Linked DNA regions of Sus scrofa: region 1 is linked to region 2. A link is a contact called in public HiChIP or PLAC-seq data. All regions are on one chromosome and are shown on one strand. The core of a region is the stretch at or near the end of the contact, and the rest is flanking DNA. Distances in the headings are between cores, read along the strand shown. Region 1 has its middle 59 kb from the start of HS6ST1. Region 2 holds the start of HS6ST1 (heparan-sulfate 6-O-sulfotransferase 1).

Region 1 (6,420 bases), core at 2,015-4,514, 59 kb after region 2:
ACCCCTAGCTCAGGGAACTTCCAGATGACACAGACACAGCCCTAAAAAGGAAAAAAAAGATACCACAAAAAAGAGGAAGAGACATCAGAGGAAAAATCCAGGTGAAGACACAGGAAAATATGCCCAACTACAAGACAAGGAGAGTAGTCTCAGGAGAAACCAACCTGCAGATACCTTGATCTTGGACTTTCAGCCTCCAGAATGGTGAGAAATGGTGAGAAACTGCTTAAGCCATATCCAGCCTGTGGCATTTTGTTAGGAGCCCCGGCTGACTGAGAGAGTGCCCATGCAGCCAAGGGCAGCTGGACAGCTGGGGGGACTGGTGTGGTGGTGAGTGAGGTGTCCACCCAGCACAGCCTTTTTCACACCCTACACAGTCCTCCCAGGGAAGCCGGCCCTCCTGCCTGCTGGCCTGGCAGAGCGGGTCCCTCCAGCACTGCCAGGCCCAAATCAAGGCCCCCACCAACAACATCTGCTTGTCTTCCAGACCCCTTGGTCCACTTTAGGGACCACCATTTTTTCTCTGGTTGTGAAAGTTAGATTTACCTAGTAAATTTCACTCAGAAAGAAATCACAATCTCATAGTGGAAATTAAGACCATCCAAATGAGAACCAGCAAAGATCAGTTATTCAGAGGTTGTGTACCAGTGGAATTAGCCACCATCATGTGCATTTTGGTAAAGATTCAAAGGCAGACAGAGGAGTCAGAGAGGTTTATTGCAAAAAAGAATGGCAGGTTCAGGTGTGCCTTGAATGGAGCAGAAGTTAAGTGTTGAATCTAGGTAGTAGGTGTATGGGTGTTATTCTAACTGGTTTTTCAATTTATTTATTTTTTCTTTTTTGGTCGCCCTGCAGCATATGGAATTCCCAGGCCAGGCATCAGATTCGAGCTACAGTTTCAACCTATGCCACAGTGTGGCAACGCTGGATCCTTAACCCACTGTGCCAGGCTATGGGTCAAACCACATCTCAGAACTCCAGAGACATGCTGATCCCATTGCATCACAGTGGGAACTCCTTGACTGTTAGAAAAATTTCAGAAGAAGTTGGGAAAAATGCTGGCACTGCAGTTTTTTAAACATAATGTTGACCGACAAATTGCAGAACATGAATCACTAGCTTGAATAAAAAATCCCACAACTTCATTTTTATTTACGTGTCTCCACATTTTTTTTTTCACACAACAGTGCCCAGGGGTCAGGGTTCAGCCAGTTGTGGCCTATCCAAGCTGAACAGCCCTGCCACTGTCCTTCAGGAGGCCACTGACCGCCAGTCCTTGCAGAAGTGGCAGCCCTACTTCCTAGGTACACACATTTGACAGGCAGCTGCAGACAGCTTCCTGGGAGGCCAGTGCTCAGGCAGCCTAGCCCCTGGCCCCCTCCTCCCAACTCAAACACCCGACCTCCCTCTTGGGTAGAATTGGCCTCCAATCCTGAGGGAGATGCTCATTGCATCTCCAGCCACAGCTGCCCTGTCACACTTCAGTGCAGCCAACTCAACCTTTGTCCCTGTCCTCCACCCCCAGCTTCATGGTCGTAAGCCCCCCCACACCCCCACTCCAGCTTCAGGACAGCCACACAAGGCCAAGTGCTATTGAGGCGTGTGTGTGTGTGTGTGTGTGTGTGTGTGTTTTAAAGTGGATTAATCAATCAACCAAGTTGTATCTGCTGGGCCTGATGGTTTTTTGGTTGGGGTTGGGGGAGGGCTGATGTATTTTAACAGATGCTACCCAACTGCTTCCCTAATGTCCAAACCCAGGAAGAACTGTGCTCTTTTTCTGCAGTGGACAGAGGTCCCCCTTATGCAGGGCTTTCACAGCTGCACAGGGACCAGTTTGCTCCAGCTCCCCACATGTTCCACATAGATCTGTGCAAAGCCTCCCTCAAAACCACGTCCCATTGTTTCTCTGACTTTTCTCAGGCCCAACTAAACTTCATCAGCTGATCAACACTGCTGGGTGTAGATAAAAAAAAAATCACAGCCAAATTCCCCTGTAGAGTTTTGCCTCAGAGAAGAAACGCTGCCTATTAGTGGTCCAGAGGACAAGAGGAGCTTGGACCTCCAACCCTAATAGGGATGGAGTAGGATAGTTACTCCGGTAGTTTGTAGAAGTCCCAAAAGGTACCATAGATAGAGAGGGAAACCTAGGGAACTTTGGGAGATCACTGTGAGTTAATAATCACTTAAGAAAGCCATCGGATCGAAGTAGGCTTACCACAAATAAAAGCAGGAGATATGCCTTTCAGGTCATTACCCTTTATGACCAAGTGCAGGAGTTTAAGGACCGCTCTTCCGCTGATTTGAATAAGCACCATGACAGTCCTAGTTTGACCTTTTAGGGTCAAATACCCTCTTACCAGATACCAAAGAGGAGCTACTGCTCAAAGAAAGAAGAAGAGGCAGTCTTTTGCCACCCCCACTTCCCTTGGGTTATAAAACTGTCACCCAGCTACTCCCCAGGGCAGAGCCTCCTTGCCTGTCCACTTGCGCCTCTCACAAGCATCCTATCTTAATAAATCAATCTATTTCTTGCCTATCACTTTGTCTCTCACTGAATTCCTTCTGCACTGAGGCACAAGGAAGCCAAACCTCAGTAAGTGCAGACACTGGGTAAGTGATTCTAAATTAAAAACCATAGGTTCAAGTTCCAATCTGGATTCTGGCTGGGTAAGAATCTCTGCATGTGAGTTCAAGTCCTGGTCTGGGGTTCTGGCTGGGTTTGAGTCATAAGTGTTGTCATTTTCACACCTGTCCCTCCCTCTCCACATATCCAGCCCCTCTAGTTTCCTGTTTCCCCAGAGGGAGCTGGCAAACCACACACACCTGTGGCCACCCTGCCTGAGGGTATTATCAGAGGCAGAATCATCTAAACCACGTGTCTCTCTCAGATCCGGAGAGCCCTTAGCGTCTCAGAAATACCTAAAGTGTCCATTTATTGAGTAGACCGGTCCAAACCTTAACAAGTAAGTATATGGTAAGAACTTAGTAGCTGTTTGAAAGTCATGTACATGAATTTTAAGAGACTTTTTATTTCATTTTTACATAACTGCAACCATTAGTTATTAATGGGGTATGTGGACTTTGGGGGCGCTGCACAGCTTCTCAATCCTCGCAATCAGATTGTATGTAGCCTGCCCCAGGGTGACTTCCACATGGCACTGAAACTCAGCTTTACGAAGACAGGGTCATGGCTTAAAGGGCTGCAGTGTCGTCTGATGTGAAGACAGCATCTCCCAGCGTGTCCAGCAGAGGGCGCGCCTTCCCCAGAACTGAGCATGCGCAGCTAGCGCTTCTCCCTCCCCCGGGCTCCGGACTCCTGGCCCCCTGCCCCTCCGCCTGGGCCAGCAAGAATCAGGTAAAGTATGGAAGAACAGGAGGGTCCTGGGCTGGGACGTTGTCTAACCAGGTAGGAGCCTGCTTCAGGGGTCGTCGCTAGCATAGAGCACAGGCGCCGGGGTCCCTGCTCCCGAGACCCCACCTGTGCGCAGCTTGTTCCCAGGGGCCTGGGATGAGGTAGAAAGATGCCGCCTTAGGGCCAAAAGGGGACCAGTGGCGGGACGCGCTCCAGCCGCACGACTTTCTTAGGCCACCTCCGGGGGCGGACCCTGACAGACCGCGGGAACCGCAGGCAGCCCCTGGGCCACGTGACACAGAACGCTAGACGGAGGCGCTCTGGCAGTGAGCCAGGTGTGGTCCATGGTGCGGCTGCTGCAAGCCTGCACCGGCCCTGGGTCTGTCTCTGCGATCTGCAGTCCTAGGAGCCATCCCCGGGCTGGGGCCCCAGCCTCGAACACAGCTGAGGACAAAGAAGATGCTCTGCAAAGGCGTTTAAAAGAATTCAGAAAGAAGACAAAAAATACACAAGCCGTGTTCAAAGTATTTAGTTTTGAAGTGAGAATATAGGCTATTTTCTTGTGTTTCTGTATCTTTTAGACTTTCTAAATTGCGTAGATATCACCAGGATAAACGTTTTAAAGCAGTGGTTTACTCACAAAGCATTCCTCTCCATCTAGGAGGGCTAAAGTCTGAAAAGGAAGAATGCAAACTCCAGGGGCCTGGACGAGTTAGGTGAATGAGAGGGCAGAGCTGAACAAAAGGCAATAGGGAGAGGTGGGGACTACAGAGAACCATTTGCTCTGAAGGAAGCAGACCCCCTCCAGCTCCAGCTCATCTTTAATCTTAAAATCCTGAGGGCTGGCGGGTTTTACAGATAGGAAAAGGGGAGGGTAGAAGCAGCTGCAAGAAGCTCCCATGAGAGGGCAGGAGGTGCAGGAGAGCGGGGTGCTGGCGCCACCTGCCGTCTCCGTGGTTGCACCTTCCAATGAGCAGCACCCTGACCCACCAGCGAGTGACTGAGGAGTACTTCCACTCGCCACCGCCCGCCTCCTTTCATCTGCTCAGCAAAGCGAGTTGTCTGACCTCTCAAAGACTTTGTAAGAGGGGCGAGGGGGGCAGTGAAAACTCCTAGGAGGTGGCCTTGGGGCAGGGAAAGATTTCTTAAGGCAAAAAAGAACATAAACAAAAAAAAAATGCGCTTTTAAACTTGTTACAATAAAATTAAGATGTTCTGGTCTTTAAAAGACACTGAAGAAAATGAAAATCAAGCAACAACTGGAAAAAAGAAAACAAAGATATTTAGAATATATATACCTAAAAAAATTTGAAACTTTATATATTTTTATTTATTTTATTTTTTTGCTTTTTCGGGCTGCACCTATGGCATATGGAGGTTCCCAGGCTAGGGGTCGAATCCGAGGTACAGCTACTGGTCTACGCCACAGCCACAGCAACATCCAATCCAGCCGAGTCTGCAACCTACACCACACCTCACGGCAACACTAGATCGCCAACCCACTGAGCAAGGTCAGGTATGGCACCCACATCCTCATGGTTACTAGTCAGGTTTGCGAACCGCTGAGCCACGTAGGGAACTCCCAAGGGAAAGAATTCTTTACAGACCAAACCTCTGTCCTTAAGAGGCACACCAGGCTCTCCCGTCCCCATGGATGTGAAAAGATGTGCAAGAGCTATACACCATAAAGTACAAAACATTGCTAAGGTAAGTTAAAGAAGAACTAAATAAATGGAGAGAGACTCTGTTCAAGACACAGTATTGTTAAGATGTCAGTTTTCCCCAAATTGATCAAAGGTTAATGCAGTCCTAACCAAAATCCCAGCAAGCTTTTTTTTTTTTTTGTAGAAATTGACAAGTTGGTTCTAAAGTGTACACGGAAATGCAGAGACCCTAAAATAGCCAAAATAACTGAAAAAGGTCTTAACACTACCTAACTTCAAGACTAATTAGAAAGTAGCAGAAATGAACACAGGGTGATATAGATATGAAGATGGACATATATAGATGAATGGAACAACATATAGAGCACATAAATAGACCCAATTAATTATTAACAAACGTACCAAGGCAGTTCAGTAGAGAACAGATAATTTTTCCAACAAATAGCAGTATGAAAAACAAAACATCTTAATCTTTTACCTCTCACCATAGACAAAAATTAACTTGGAATAGATCATAAATGTGTGAGAGCTCAAGTATAAAACTTCCCGAAGAAAACTTGGGGAAAAAAATTTAGTGACTGTTCTGGTTTTTTAAAAGATTTATGTTCACAAATTCTCTGATATTCCTTCTTTCAAGATGTAGAGGAGTTCCTGTGGTGGCTCAGCGATAACGAACCCGACTAATAACCATGAGGACTTGGTTTCGATCCCTGGCCTCACTCAGAGGGTTAAGAATCTGGCCTTGCCGTGAGCTGTGATGTAGGTGGCAGACACGCTTCAGGTCCCATGTTGCTGTGGCTGTGTTGTTGGCCAGCAGCTACAGCTCTGATTCGACCCCTAGCCTGGGAACATCCACATGCCTCAGGTGCAGCCCTGAAATGACCAAAAAAAAAAAAGTAGAGCTTAATTTTCCTCCTCCTAAATGTGGGATGGACTTAATGATCCACCTCTAGCAGATAGAATTAGGCAGAAGTGATGGGCTATCCTTTCCCAGATTAAGCTATTAAAAGACTGCAGCTTCTACCTTGGGTATTCACTCACCCTCCCTTTCTTTCTCTCCCCTCCTCTTTCTTTCCTCTCCCTCTTATTGTTCACTTTGGGGGCAGCCAGCTGCCACGTTGTGAGAAGAGGCCCATATGGTGAAGAACAGAAAGCTGGCCATCATTCACCTTAGTGACCTCTGAAGCAGATACTCATTTCATTGAGCTTTAAGATGACTGCAGCCTGGCCAACAACTCTCAACTGACTACATCCTCATTCGAGACTCAGCCAGAACTACCCATCCAAGCAGCTCCCAAATTCCTGACATGTGAAAATAACAAATGTGTGGGGTTTTGTGTGTGTGTGTGTGTGTGTGTGTGTGCCTTTTTCTTTTTTTCTAGGGCCACTCCCATGGCATATGGA
Region 2 (6,276 bases), core at 2,890-5,389:
AATCAAGGGTGGAAAATCCCCCAATCCTGCAATGTCAAGGCTGGGCGCACGGTGCGGTGACAGGCGGCTGCGGTGCTGCCCCCACGCGCCCTTCCTCGGGACTGCAGACCTGGAGGGAGGGGCGGCACGGGTTGATCTCCTGGTTCTCAGACTCTGAGGCGCTTGGCAGGGGGGAAGGGAAAGCTCAAGTTTGCGTTCTTGAGGCTATTTTAGGTTCACAGGAAATTACATTTCATTTCTAAAGCCGAAATCGTCTCACTGCTTGCATTTTCCCGAAGCAGAATACAATGACTTGGGGTTTTTTTGATCATCACATCCTACCACTAGCCATGTTCTTTTCTTTTTCTTGGTCATTAAGCCAGAGATCCTACATTAAGGCGTTTGTGAAGTGGATATTTAGGGGACAAAAACAGTTACGGAGCCAAAGTGTGGAGATTGATTTTCCCGAACTATGAACACCCTCAAGGCTGGCCACTGGCTCCAGCAAACCGTCGCCTGCCTTATACACAGTCTTAGGACTGTGGGGAACCTTGGCTAACAGGACGATCGAGTGGGAAGGGAAAGGAAACAGCGGATGAGGAGCACCAGGAGCTTGGCACTTGAAATCAACACTGCCCTTTGATGTGCCCTTTGGTGGAGTTTCTGCTGGTTTGTCAAGGGGTGACACTGAGCTCAAAGTAGGTCGATGTGGCGCCAGTGGGCAATGGGGGCAGGGGAGTCTGCATACCATCCTGCTTCCAAAGGTCGACTGATTCCCCTAAAGCAAATGGCCTCAGGATTTGTGGCTTCTCTTTTTTTGTTCGTTTTTTGTTTGTTTGTTTGTTTGTTTGGGCTGCACCTGAGCATATGGAAGTTCCCAGGCTAGGGGTAGAATCAGAGCTAGAGCCACCCACCTACACCACAGCCACCGTAACACAGGATCTGATACACCGCAACACAACGCAACGCTGGATACTTAACCCAGTGAGCAAGGGTAGGGATTGAACCCTCAGCCTCATGGATCCTAGTTGGGCTCGTTAACCACTGAGCCACATAGGGAATTCCTGTGGCTCCTCTTACTTGACTTTGATATGGAAAAACCCACCTACAGCCTTGGGGAGTCTCACAGTATCTGTGCAGCACTTAAATCAAAAGGGATAACAATAAAATCCCACCATCTAGGAAGATTTTCTTCCCCCAAGAGAATCTAGGAAGAAAGGGCTTCTAAACTAAATAAGGGGTTCCCTCTGAGCCATTCTGGCAGGTGCAAAGCTGGATTAAACAGCTTCCCTGGGAGTAGCAGTTAAGCCATGAGTCAGGTTGCTCTGGCTCCCGTCTTGACTCATGGGAGGAGCAGCTACCCACCAGGGACCCTATACTAGGCCCTCTACCTTCTCTGGGTCTCAGTTTCCCCATTGGGACAATAAGATTGTTACAAGATGGGGCCAGAGACCAAACACTGACAGTTTGGGATAGTCTGGGTGGCTTTCAGTAACACTCCAGGTTTCTCTTGAACATTCTGGACCCACATTCCCATCTGGCAGCAGAAGACCGTGAGAAGTGGTCGCATTGTGCCCCAGTCCCCTGCCCGCACCCCCCCGCCCCCCCCCCCCGCCAAGGGAGCAGATGGGACTTCGAGGGTGAGTAAGGGCCAGGCAGGGCAGGATCAGAATCCCAGCTCTGCTGACTCTCACAAGAGTGACTGGAGCTCAACTAGGCCAGGAGGATACCTAGGGTCTCCACGTCCAGGCCCAGACATCCAGGGATGAGAGGACAGGGTGGCCAAGGGAGAGGCTTTTGCTCAGGCTTTGTCTCCCTGCTCTCATGGGTCAGGAGAGGAAGCATCAGAGAGAGGAGACCACCAGCCAGCCATGTGACTTTGGCCAGTGTCTTCACTCTCTGAACCTCAGTTTTCTCTTCTGTAAAATGGGTGGCAGGAGTTCCCGTTGTAGCGCAGCGGAAACGAATCCCACTAGAAACCATGAGGTTGCAGGTTTAATCCCTGGCCTCACTCAGTGGGTTAAGGATCTGGCTTTGCCATGAGCTGTGGTGTAGGCCAGTGGCTACAGCTCCGATTAGACCCCTAGCCTGGAACCTCAATATGCCAGGAGTTTGGCCCTAACAGCAAAAAAAAAAAAAAAAAAAAAAAAAAATGGGTGTCAGACTCTACTCTGGAGACTCACTGATGGGATCAGAAATGACACATCTGCAGTGAATGGTGCCCCATATCTCTGGATATAGAACACCCCTCAGTTATGGGAGTTCCTCTTGTGGTCTAGTAGAAATGAATTAGACTAGTATACACAAGGACGAGGGTTCGATCCCTGGCCTCACTCAGTGGGTTAAGGATCTGGCATTGCTGTGGCTGTGGCGTGGGCCAGCAGCTGCTTCTCTGATTTGACCTCTAGCCTGGGAACTTCCATATGCTGTGGGTGCGGCCTAAAGAGACCAAAAAAAAAAAAAAAAATGTCAGTTATGATTCAACACTTGGTAGAGGATTGTCCTCTGGGGAAGGACGCCCACTGAGTTGACCCAGGGCAGCTGTGCCCTCCAGGCTTGAGCTGCTGCCTGCTGGGCGGTGAAGGAAGACTTCTCCGGCCAAAACAAGGTCAAGTGACAACAGACAGAAGCAGGTGACTCCAGGCTCGCCACTGTGCCAGCCCAGCCCCCACTCCTGACAAGAATGAGTCCTTGCTGGAGAAGTCTGACCCAACCACCCACAAGGCTTCCTGGGCCAGGTACAACTTTAAAGCAGTCACAGGATGGGAGGGGACTTTGGGGCCCCAGGTCACACCAGGGACTGGTCACCCCACCCCACCCACCTGCAACAGGCCCTTGGTCACTGTGTATTGTGCTCAGTGGGTATGCCTTCAGCCACTTCTGACAATTGCATGCTCCCTCCTGAGTTGGATTTTGGGGTGTCATTGGTTGTTTTTCCAGTTCTCCAGGTTTGCTTCCAGAAGAGATTTCTGGTGTGATTCAATATATTTTCAAGAGCTTTACTGAAATATAATGGACACAATAAAACCTCACAACCCCTTCTCCCCCATGCTTTCAGGACCTACAACAGAATGGAAACCACTGGGAGCCCCAAAAAGGGGGTGATGTGGGCATCTGATCCCAGGCCAGGCAGCCCAGGTTCGATGGAGACCACTTGGCCTGAGTTCAAAAACAAGGGACCAGCCCAGAGACCCAGGGGCGCTGAGAGTCTCAGCAGGTCATTTTATATCCCGACCCACCTCCTGTTCTGTGCAATTCCTGGCAGTGTGGGTTCCAGAGGTTCTGGCCCAGGGCCCAAGATGGAAGGAGGTGGAGGGCAAGCTGGGCTAAAGCAGACAGGGACATTCGGTCCCAAAGCGGACGGGACAGGGCGCCAGATCCACTGACCCACCTTCCAAAGCCAGAGGTTGGGGTGTTCTTGTGGACCCTCACAATTTTAAATATTGGCTCAACTTTTTCTAACTTCTTCCTTGGGATCTGAATAAACCTGGAGGGAAAAAATGCACATTGGTTAAAAGCCCTTTGAAAGAATGAGGGACTGCATAAAGCTCCCAAAGCTTCCGCGGACCCTTCGGCATCTCTCCAAGAGGGCCTCTGGGTCATTGTCCCACAGCCACGGTGGGGGGAGGGGGAAGAGAGTCTGACCACTGCCCTTAGACCCAGGCCCCCTACCGTCCCTTTTTCTCCTAGACCGCTCCCCCAGCCTCACATCCCATCAAATCTATTCCCCCCCCCCCCCCCCGCTTTTGGAACTTCAGAACATCCAGTGTGCAAAGTCAAGGTTTTCCCTCCACTGAAGCAGGGACAGGGACCCAGGCCCCAAAGCACCGGCCGCCACGGGGCCCCCTCCAGCCCAGAAGGTCAGTGCGCGCCCGCTACACGTTTCCCCAGCCGTTCTCCACGCCTCTGTGAACGGAAAGACAGACCCCGCTGCCCGCCTCGGAGCTGCCTAGCCGAGGCCGGAGACCCGCGTCGCGGAAGCTGGGTGCCGGCCTGCAGCTCTGAGCTCTGGGGGCGGGGCCCAGGTTCGCGCGGGCGGCGACGGCAAGAGGAGCGGCGGGGGCGGGCCGGGGGCGGGCAGGGGCGGGGCGGCGGCGGACTGCGGAGACGCGGCGGCGCGCTGGGCGGCGCAGAGCGTTCTCGGCGCGGCGCGGCGCGGAGCGGAGTGGCCGGCGCGGGGCCGCGGGGGGCGCGGGCCGGGGCCGGGCCGGAGCCGAGCCGGAGCCAAACTGGGGTCGGACTGGGGATCGGGGGCCGGGTGGAGAACAGCCATGGCGCCACGCAGGGCCGCGGCCCGCGCCGCTGCGGGCGGCCTGGGCGCCGAGTAGCCGGGCCGGGCCGGAGCGCGGGCGGCGGCGGCAGAGGCAACTGCTCCCGCGCCCCCCGCCCTCCAGGCCCCGCGCCCCGCGCCCGGGCTGCCGGCAATGGTGACACATGCGGCGGCGGCGCGCTGGCAGCAGGACCATGGTTGAGCGCGCCAGCAAGTTCGTGCTGGTCGTGGCGGGCTCGGCGTGCTTCATGCTCATCCTCTACCAGTACGCGGGCCCGGGGCTGAGCCTGGGCGCGCCCGGCGGCCGCGCGCCGCCCGACGACCTGGACCTCTTCCCCACGCCCGACCCGCACTACGAGAAGAAGTACTACTTCCCGGTGCGCGAGCTGGAGCGCTCGCTGCACTTCGACATGAAGGGCGACGACGTGATAGTCTTCTTGCACATCCAGAAAACGGGCGGCACCACCTTCGGCCGTCACCTCGTGCAGAACGTGCGCCTCGAGGTGCCCTGCGACTGCCGGCCCGGCCAGAAGAAGTGCACCTGCTACCGGCCCAACCGCCGCGAGACCTGGCTCTTCTCCCGCTTCTCCACGGGCTGGAGCTGCGGACTGCACGCCGACTGGACCGAGCTCACCAACTGCGTGCCCGGCGTGCTGGACCGCCGCGACCCCGCCGCGCTGCGCACGCCCAGGTGAGCGCCTGCCACCGATCCCGCCGTCGGGCCAGGGCGGCGGAGTGCCAGCTGGCGGCCGGGCCCGGACCCCCGCCGGGCGGTCCTGGGCCGGCCCTTCCCACCGTGCCCCTCTCTCCTGCCCTCTCGGGGGCCCCCATTCGCCGCAGCCCCTCTGGACCCCTTCCTGACCTCGAGGTGCCCCAGTTGGTCTGCTGCGGCCCGTTGTGGTCCCTGCGCTCTGATTCCGCTCTCACCTCCTCCTCCGTGCCTCTTTACTTTTCCCCACCGCTCGCAGAGCTGCACAGCGCCCGGGCTTCCCGGGGCCCCCGCCCCAAGACCGCGCTGGCAGTCCAGGCTGGCCTATCCTCGGATGGGAACACGCGTTCCTCTGTGTGTGAAGGCCACCTGGTGTGCCACCCTCACTGTTCCGCTCCAGTCCACATCGGAAGTGAGAGAAGTGAAGCGCCCCCCTTCCACGCCCCCCCCCCAGCCAGTCTATCTTGAGAGGGCTGGGGAGGAGCTGCCAGAGGAGGGGGTTGGCTCAGCCTTGCCCAAGTGGCAGGTAGAACAAAGGCCCTAGTGTCACCTGGGGCTGGGGGCGGGGAGGAGGCAGGACTGCCTGCCCCTAAGAGGTGGGCCAAAACGAGGGCAAAGAGGAGCAGAAGCAGGCCAGCAGCAGGCTGTGGGGAGCTGAGCTGGCCAGGGGCACCTGTGCAGCCAGACGCCTTCGCTGGGGGCCCCCACTGCTGTGAAGATTGATCTGGGGGGCGGGGAGCTCTTTTGGGAAGCACTTTGTATGCAGAAAGACCCTCCTCTCTCCCCAGGATACTGGATTTCCAAGGGTTAAAGTTGGGGTTCTTTTTCTTCTGTTTGTGATGGTGCCCTATGGGGTCTTTTCCCCAGGACGTTGGGGCTGGGAAGGGCCAGGAGGAAGGTCTTCTTGCCTGCCTTTTGTTTCTCTTCCACATTTGTCTTAAGACCGAGTTCTCTCTCGGCCAGCCTGGCCATTGGGGAGCTGTGTTCCTCAGCTTTCCTAGCTTGCAGGTGCAGATCTTGGTCCATTTGGAGAATGAAGGTTTGGTATCCAGCCAGCTTGGAACTGTCCTTGCTCAGCCTTCAGTCCTTCCCTCATGGTCTTTCCCAGACTGTCAGCCACTGGGGCCCTAGAGCTGGGGGGAGGGTGTGGCTCACCACTTTCCCTTGGCTGTCCCCCCCACTAGCAGCAGCTCCCAGCCTGAGGGGTAATGTTTTGGTCCCTTAAGGCTATGTCGGTTCTCAGTCTGCCCATCTAGGCCCTTGAAGCCTTGCTTCCTGCCCAGCATTTGGGCTGCACCACGTAGATGTACTTTCCTGG

What was found. HiChIP or PLAC-seq counts read pairs in DNA pulled down with a chosen protein or histone mark.
Region 1: a contact with region 2 is called in an H3K27ac HiChIP or PLAC-seq map of skeletal muscle. The contact joins the enhancer-like site here to the promoter of HS6ST1 in region 2. A contact is called at or near these places in 1 of 5 promoter capture datasets (liver), 14 of 47 Hi-C or Micro-C datasets (alveolar macrophages, brain, embryonic fibroblasts and 5 more) and 2 of 2 datasets of contacts at active chromatin or transcription factors (alveolar macrophages and skeletal muscle).

Annotation. Positions count from the first base shown.
Region 1 is chr15:59,122,582-59,129,001 of Sscrofa11.1, forward strand. No RefSeq gene overlaps it. Among named protein-coding and RNA genes, the nearest start is that of HS6ST1, 59 kb to the left of the region's middle. Within about 2 kb of position 3,265, at least 52 of the 83 cell types and tissues checked have an H3K27ac peak or open chromatin away from gene starts, as enhancers often do. A contact at or near this core is called in alveolar macrophages, brain, liver and 1 more, where this site is marked.
Region 2 is chr15:59,062,309-59,068,584 of Sscrofa11.1, forward strand. HS6ST1 (heparan-sulfate 6-O-sulfotransferase 1) reads left to right here and starts at 4,140. Exons shown (of 2, transcript XM_003133399.6): 1 at 4,140-4,940. The coding sequence starts at 4,414.